2 separate regions of the Sus scrofa genome follow, and region 1 is linked to region 2. A link is a contact called in public HiChIP or PLAC-seq data. All regions are on one chromosome and are shown on one strand. Each heading gives the region's core, a stretch centred on a gene start, on an enhancer-like site or on the middle of the called end of the contact. The rest is flanking DNA. Distances are from core to core; before and after follow the strand shown.

Region 1 (3,996 bases), core at 224-2,723, 46 kb after region 2:
TCTGCCTAACAGTCATGTGGGACAAATTAGCAATCCTGTCACGAGGAAGCTAAAGCATGTCACACCGTAAGTGGCAGGGAAAAACTGAACAACCAGGCAGCCTGGTTTCTGAGCCTGTTTTTTGATTATTCCAGTCCACTGCCTCATTCATTAATACATACAGAACTCACTGAAGGTTTCCATCTGACGAAGAGCAAAATTACATGTTTCATATTTTATTTAATGATCTAATGGGGATGATTACGTATTGGGTTGTGGTTAATGAGAATCAGGAGCTCTTAGGATGTGATCTCTACTCCATGATCTTGAATAAACGATTTTACTTCCTGAGGGTTTGTGAGTCTTACCTGTGAAATGGGTCAGTGGCTAAACCGTCAAGTTCGGCTTCTGGATTTTGGACTCCAATCCCCTTCCCGCAGCCCCTTTTACAGCCTCGGGTTCCCAGTTGCTTAGGAATCACCTCTCATGAAGGTGTGCACCGGGTGACAAGAGACTGAAATGGGTTGAGAACTCCGCGCACCCTCGGTCCCTTCTCCAGCCCGGGAATGCACGTGAGTGAAAGGAGAAAGGAGGTCGCAAGGGCTGGGATCCACGCGACCGAGAGCTCCACCGCGTTCCTGGGTGCTGGGCCGAAAGAAGCTGTCGGGAGGGCCACTCACGGCCTCACCTGGGTTACACTGGCTCGATTGCGCTTTCCACGCCGCCTGCCAGACCTGAGGACTGCGCTCCGCCCGCACGGTTGGCGAGGCTGGGTTCTCCCGCGGGTAGGGCTCCTCTCTCACTCCACGCCCCCGAGACCCCACGGCGCCGGGTGCCCCCTGGCCGGGAAGTACTTCACCATCGACTAACCTCACCTCAGCAACCACAGTTCCACCTCGCCTTAGCCAGGGAGGAAGGACCGCCCAGTTTCCACCGTCCAGGCCTACCTAAAGCAAACCTAAATGGGAGGAGTCGGACACTGACGGCTCCTACCTCCTGGCCTGGAGCCCATTGGTTGCCCACCCCACCGGGTCCACGCCTCAGGGGTTCCGCGCGTGAACGGTAGGCACCGCGGCGGCGCTTGAGCGCGCAGCCTCCGGATTGGCTGTCAGAGCTCGCGGGTTGTCTCGCGCTCTCTGGCTGGACCAATGCGGATACCCTCGGTCCAGAGGCTGGCATCGCTGGAGTAGTGGCGCTGCTGTTTCCTCCGGTAGGTCTTTGGCTGCCATCTTGTGTGTGGCTGAACAGGGCTTCTTGGCGGCTGCAAGCCGATTTAGCGGTTCAAGATATAGAGGTGTCCTGAGGGAGCCGTGGAGGAGAGGAGGGGCCCGAGGGAACAGACCTGGTGCCTTCTTACCTACCTGCAAGGGAAAGGTTTTCCTGGTCTGAGTCTCAGCCCTGGCTAGGAAGAGCGACGAATGGTGGTGGTGATGAGGAACGCAGGCTTTGATATGTTATTGTGGGGGCTTGACGGGGATTCTGGTGCCTGAAGAATGATCCCTTGGGTTCCAGAGAGCTATTCCAATTATCTTTGTCTTGAAAACCCCCTCACTGACAGAGAAGGTTGACTGATGGACTGCCTGATTCAAAAAGGCTGGTAATGAAAAGGGAGAGAGGGAGGCGCCCCACGATTATCCTCAGATTCGAAAGAGACGTCTTCATTTTCTATGGTTTTCGAGGAGGGACTAATAAAGTGTTTGCTCTACTCAGCTGACCTCTGACTAAGGCCATCTTCCGGTTGTAGTGAGCGTCAGGTGCTGCATTTGGACAGTTGTATTCATTAGTGTACAGCCAGCATTCCTGCAGTGGTTTTGTTGTTGTTGTTGTTGTGTTTTTTGGTTTTTGGGTTTTTTTAAGCTAAAAAGTGGTAGTCTTTGCAGAAACAGTGGAAGTGAAGGAGAATTTTGTCAATTCTTGGTTTTCCTGGTTACAATCTGGTTGATGATTTAGCAGTCTGGGCTTACCTTGGCATGCTTGGTTGCTTCGTCGTGGGTTGGGAGAGGTTTTTGCAAGAGAAACATCCTAACTTCTGAACTCTTTGGGGACGACAGGAAGGAGACAGGAATTACCCCCTTTTCCTCATTATTTTTAAAAATCGAAGTAGAAAGCACGCAGGGTCATTTTTTGACGGGGAAATTTATTGTTTCCCAAAACCTGGCTAAAAGGCTAATATTTTGTGATTAGCTGTAGCAGTTTTGACACTCATGAGACAAAAGCGAAGATACTGCCTTGAGTTTCGTTTTCATTTATCCAAGGCTAACTAGTAATCCACCAAGTCAATAGTACCATGTATTTTGTGCAGGAATACCAAAGAAAACAGTAAAATAATTGAATAGTTGAAAATTAATTTTCTATTTAAAGGTTACTTTTTATCCTTGAGTCTTAAAAAACTTAAGTCACAAGAGTAAGTATCAGTAATTTAGTGTTGAGCTGATGGCTGAGGTACTACGTATATGTGGGATTTTGGTGTCTGGGGGAAGTTTTGGAACCAACCCTGGGCAGATTTCCAGGGAGGATTGTATAGGCTATCAGAGTAAGAGATTTGTGCTAACAAACACCAATAACAAAGTAGCCACTCATAAATGTATGCAAAAACTTTTGGATAGTTTTCACCTATAATAGTGCCTGGTATATATCTAAAAGTGTAATTGTTCAATGAATAAATTTTAAAAATACAGTAATTGGGAGGTATGGGTAACATTTTTTTTTTTTTTTTTTTTTTTTTATGGCCGCACCCGAAGCATATGGAGGTTCCCAGGCTGGGGTTGAATCGTCCTGTAGCCGCGGGCCTACACCACAGCCAGAGCAATGCAGGATCTGAGCAGTGTCTGCAACCTACACCACAGCTCAGGGCAATTCGGTATCCTTAACCCCCTGAGTGAGGCCAGGAATCAAACCTATGTCCTCACGGATGCTAGTCGGATGTATTTCATCTGAGCCACAACGGAACTCTGATATACATTTCTTTAGCATAACTGAAAAATAATTTTTTAATCTTTTTTGGAAAACTTGGCCTTCAATTTGAACTAAATTTATTTGTTGCTACTAATTTATACATATGAGTAAGGATAGATTCATAGTCCTTTTTTGTGAGGTCTGCTTATGATATCTTCCTGTAGAGAAATTTAGACAATGAATGAACCCTTTTTTTTTTTCTTGAAAGTGTACATTCTTTCTTTCTTTCTTTTTTTTTTTTTTTTGGTCTTTTTGCCTTTGTTCTTGGGCTGCTCCTGTGGCATTTGGAGATTCCCAGGCTAGGGGTGGAATCGGAGCTGTAGCCGCCAGCCTATGCCACAGCCACAGCAGCGTGGGATCTGAGCCACGTCTGCAACCTACACCCACAGCTCCCGGCAATGCCAGATCCTTGACCCACTGAGCAAGGCCAGGGATCGAACCTGCAACCTCATGGTTCCTAGTTGGAATTGTTAACCACTGAGCTATGACGGGAACTCCGAAAGTGTACATTCTCAATGACACCAAACTTATTAGTGCCTTCAGTCTCTTCTGCTGAAGAAATGTTATGTATTGCTTTTCTGTTTTCTTTTTTAACACAACTTAACGTCAAAATACTGCAAGTTTGGAGTTCCCTGGTGGCCTAGTGTTTAAGGATCCAGTGTTGTCCCTTTTGTGGCTCAAGTCACTGCTGTGGTACAAGTTTGATCCCTGGCCTGAGAAGTTCTGCATGCCTGAAGCACAGCCAAAGGAAAAAATACTACAGTAAATATGTTCTGTATGTGTCATTTTAAAATAACAAATTAAGTATCTACAGGTTTTTCTTTGAAGAATACTGTTCTCTAGATTTCATAATATATAATCTGAAGATCCATAGAAATTTTTATTTTTTAGCTACACCTATGGCATGTAGAAATTTTCAGGCCAGGGATTGAACCCACGCCACAGCAACAACCAAGCCACTGTAGTGACAACACCAGATCCTTAACCTGCTACACAACAAGAGACCTCCCATAGAAATTTCGTGAAATAGCACTTTTGCTTGAACAATGTTAAGTGACTTTA
Region 2 (3,762 bases), core at 1,174-3,673:
AGGAATCGACCCGCAACCTCAAGGTTCCTAGTCGGATTCATTAACCACTGAGCCACAATGGGAACTCTCGCGAGTGAGTTCTGACAACAGTGTGGAAAGTGGCCTGCCTGCCCTGCCCCCACTGTCCTCTACCTGGTCCATCCTGGTCATCTCATCTCCCTGCTTCTGCTTTCCTCGTCACGGCTCCACTTCACTCTTCGTGCCAGTGATCTCTCTAAAATGTACATTGGCTCACATTTCCTTCCTGCTAAAGACTCTTCTCTATCCCCTGAAGAATAGAAGCCAAGCTCTCTAGTAGTACGGCTCATTCATTCTTTTAACAAATACTTAATGAGAATCCACTATGTATTGTTTTAGACACCAGAAATAAAGCAGGGAATAGATGTGAATTTTTTTTTTTTTTTTTTTTTTTTTTGCCTTTTCTAGGGCTGCTCCCGTGGCATATGGAGTTTCCCAGGCTAGGGATCTAATGGGAGCTGTAGCCACCAGCCTACGCCAGAGCCGCAGCAACACAGGATCCGAGCTGCATCTGCAACCTACACCACAGCTCACGGCAACACCGGATCCTTAACCCACTGAGCAAGGCCAGGGATGGAACCCACAACTTCATGGTTCCTAGTCGGATTCATTAACCACTGAGCCATGACGGGAACTCCTAGATGTGAATTTCAACTCTCATAGAACTTACATTTTTGTAGTAGAGACAAACATCAAACAAGTATTATTTTTCAGGCCAGGGTTAAGTGTTACGAAGAAAAACAGAGCAGGGGAAGGAAGGGTAGAGATTAATGACGGTAGGGGAAGGGCTGTTCTAACAGCATGGGCAGGCAAGGGTGTGAAGGTACATTTGTGCAGAAACTTGAATATGGTGGGAAGGCGAGAAATGGGCTGCAAAGAGAAAGACTGAGACTAGTGCACTAGATGGGAGGCAAGGAGGAAAGAGAGGCACAGAGGGTGGCACTAGGGTTTTAGCCTGAGCAACTGGGCAAACAGGATGGGGAAGACTGGTGGTGGCTGAGCAGGTTTGGAGTAAGTGGGTGTGTGTAGGCAAATGGGAGTTTACTTTGGGATATAACCAATTCGAGGTCATTCCAGGCATTGATGAAGCTGGTTATGAGTCTGGAGTTTGGGGAAAAAGTCAGGACAGAAACTCATCCTCAGTAACTCATCTTGCATTCTGTATACACACTAGCTAAATGAAATAGCCAAGTGCCTGGCTGGTGTCTTCACTTGTTTGGACTGCCTTTTCAACCTTTCTACCTCTGACTGGACTGGGCATATCGAAGTGCCCAGGCCAGGGATGGAATGAGAGCTGTAGCTGCCAGCCTGCATACACTACAGCCACAGCAACTCTGGATCCAAGCAAGCCACGTCTGATACCTACACCACAGCTCACAGCAACGTCGCATCCTTAATCCACTGAGGGAGTTCAGGGATCGAACCCTCGTCCTCATGGATACTAGCTGGGTTCCTCAACCGCTGAGCCACAATGGGAACTCCAACCTCGGGTTGACTCTTGCCCTTTAAAACTGATAGGGCTTTCTTTGAACTGAGGAATAGGCTGAGTTGGAGGAGCATCTCATCTGTGTCTCTGTGGTTCTTAGCAGGTCACACATGAGTAGCCTATTAGATTCTTCAGCGCTGAGCGAGCCTAACTCATCTCTGCAGCCCGCCACGTGGCCCTGAGCCTGCAAGTGGTAGGAGCTCTCCAGCTGTTGTTGAAGCGCAGAGAGGAGCCCACTCAGATTTGCCTCACTTAAGGAGAGGGCCACAGAGGACCTGAACTACTGAGTGGGTATAAGGGAGTGATTCCATAACGTCACATTTTCAGTGCGAACTTTCCAAACTGCTTCCTGAGTCCCAGCGGACCCCTTCTCTTCTAGAGGGGGCCACGACCAGGCTACCTCGGCCAGGGCATCGCTCCGGCCGCACTGTTTGAGGGGTGGGTGGAGCCGCGTTGGGAGAGTAAACCCACAGGCGTTTCCTTTCGTTTCCCAGCTTTCGTTTCGCTTCGGTTTCGGTTTGGTCCCAGCGCGGCAGGGCTGTGGCTGTGGGCTGTCCTATCAGCGGTGGTCGAGCTGAACCGAAAGCAAACACTCCTCCCTAGAAGCCGCAGGGTACGGTCTGGGCGCAGAGCAGGGCGGTGGACGCCCAAAGCCGAGCCGCTGCGGAGCTAAGAGCTGCGCGCCGCGTCGCGAGGCGGGTCGGGGGCCCCCAAGTGGCAGCGACTAGAGGGCGGCCCTGGGCCCGGACTGTCGCAGCGGGACACCGCCCGCCCCTCCCGTCCCGCTTGGTACTCACCAGTCGGGAGCGGGACCCCGTCCTCGGCCGCGCACCGGCCGGCCCGGGCCGCCTTGGGATCGGAGGGCCAAGCCGCGTCCATGGCTGCGCCCTGCGCCCGCGCCGACGGAAGTTCCTTTTGGTGAGATTCGAAATTCGTGCTGATTTATTTCCGCTGCCCGGGGAAAGTCCCGCAGGAAGCGACGCAAAGGGTTTGCTGGTAGGGTTTTCAAACGGGAACTCGCAACTTCTCCAGATCCGAGTCTGAACTCGATTTTTTTGTTTTTAAAGCACGCTTGGCGCTCCCCACCCTGCCCCCACTTTCCGAATGGTTGGAGGAGAGGTGGTGGAAGCCTTTGGACTCAGCTGGAGAAATGACTGCTTTTCTGAGGGTCTACCCATTCTTTTCTTATTTTTTTAGGGCCACACCGATGGCTTAGGGAAATTCCCAGCCTAGGGGTAGAATCAGAGCTGCAGCTGCCGGCCTACGCCGCAGCCAGAGCGATGCCCACCCTTAACCCACTAAGTGAGGCCAGGGATCCAGCCTCATCCTCAGGGATACTAGTCGGGTTCATCACCACTGAGCCAGGACAGGAACTCCCAGTTTACCCATTATTTTCTACAAATGTATCACACCAAGTTTGGCCTAAGTAGGCCTAGCATAAAGTGGACGCAGAATTAACTGAGCACGATTCCATTTGCCAGTTGCAAGTCTTTATTTTAGCACCCATGGGGTACACAGCACCATACAAGACGAGGTTTTCGGTGCATGGAACAAATACACATGTAGAGAACATGAACGCATATAATTAAATTACAGCTCAAAAGTAAGTTGTTCTGTAAAAGAAGCATATAATGGTGGTTTGCTGAGTAACTAATGAAAGGAAAAACTCCTGGAGGTCTTGCTTTTTGAGCAGGTTTTAAGAAGAGGAAATGAGGCAAATTGGGGTCAGAAAAGAGAAACAATATTAAAAAGGATAACTTGGAATAGTCTTGACAAACATAGAAATGAATTACAGAAGCAAGAGTGTGGAGCTGTGAAACAGGGAAAAAAAAGCAGGCTCTGGCAGCAACTTTTTTTTTTTTTTTTTGCTTTCAAGCCAGCAGGTGGAAGCATACTCCTTGCCAGGTTAAAAAAAAAAAGCCCTAAAGAGACTGAATTGGAGATTAAATAGCCCAGCTAGGTCATAGCAAAGCAGCTGAAGAGCCCCTTCCCCCACTCTCAGTTTATAATCTCAGCTTTTCCGTGTTCCACTGTTAAGTGTGAGCTGACTGCCAAGATCACTAACTGAGGAAAGCCTAAAACATGAAGTACAAAAACCAAAGGAAACATACAGGGAAAACAAAGAAACAAACCTTGGAGGTCACAGAAATACAGATATGAACGCCTGTATGTGTGTGTTACATGATAAAGCATTTTCAAAGAGATAAGATACTACAACCATGAACCAAAAATAAGACACTACTAAAGAAAAAATATTC

Evidence for each region. HiChIP or PLAC-seq counts read pairs in DNA pulled down with a chosen protein or histone mark.
Region 1: a contact with region 2 is called in an H3K27ac HiChIP or PLAC-seq map of alveolar macrophages. The contact joins the promoter of SETDB2 here to the promoter of PHF11 in region 2. A contact is called at or near these places in 2 of 5 promoter capture datasets (fetal liver and liver), 12 of 47 Hi-C or Micro-C datasets (alveolar macrophages, blood, brain and 6 more) and 2 of 2 datasets of contacts at active chromatin or transcription factors (alveolar macrophages and skeletal muscle).

Annotation. Positions count from the first base shown.
Region 1 is chr11:18,296,761-18,300,756 of Sscrofa11.1, forward strand. It overlaps SETDB2 (histone-lysine N-methyltransferase SETDB2), which reads right to left and starts at 1,474. Exons shown (of 14, transcript XM_013980508.2): 1 at 1,341-1,474. It overlaps CAB39L (calcium-binding protein 39-like), which reads left to right and starts at 909. Exons shown (of 11, transcript XM_003130971.6): 1 at 909-1,189.
Region 2 is chr11:18,249,548-18,253,309 of Sscrofa11.1, forward strand. PHF11 (PHD finger protein 11) reads right to left here and starts at 2,424. Exons shown (of 10, transcript NM_001244327.1): 1 at 2,302-2,424. The coding sequence starts at 2,383. It overlaps SETDB2 (histone-lysine N-methyltransferase SETDB2), which reads right to left. Exons shown (of 14, transcript XM_013980508.2): 14 at 2,978-3,762.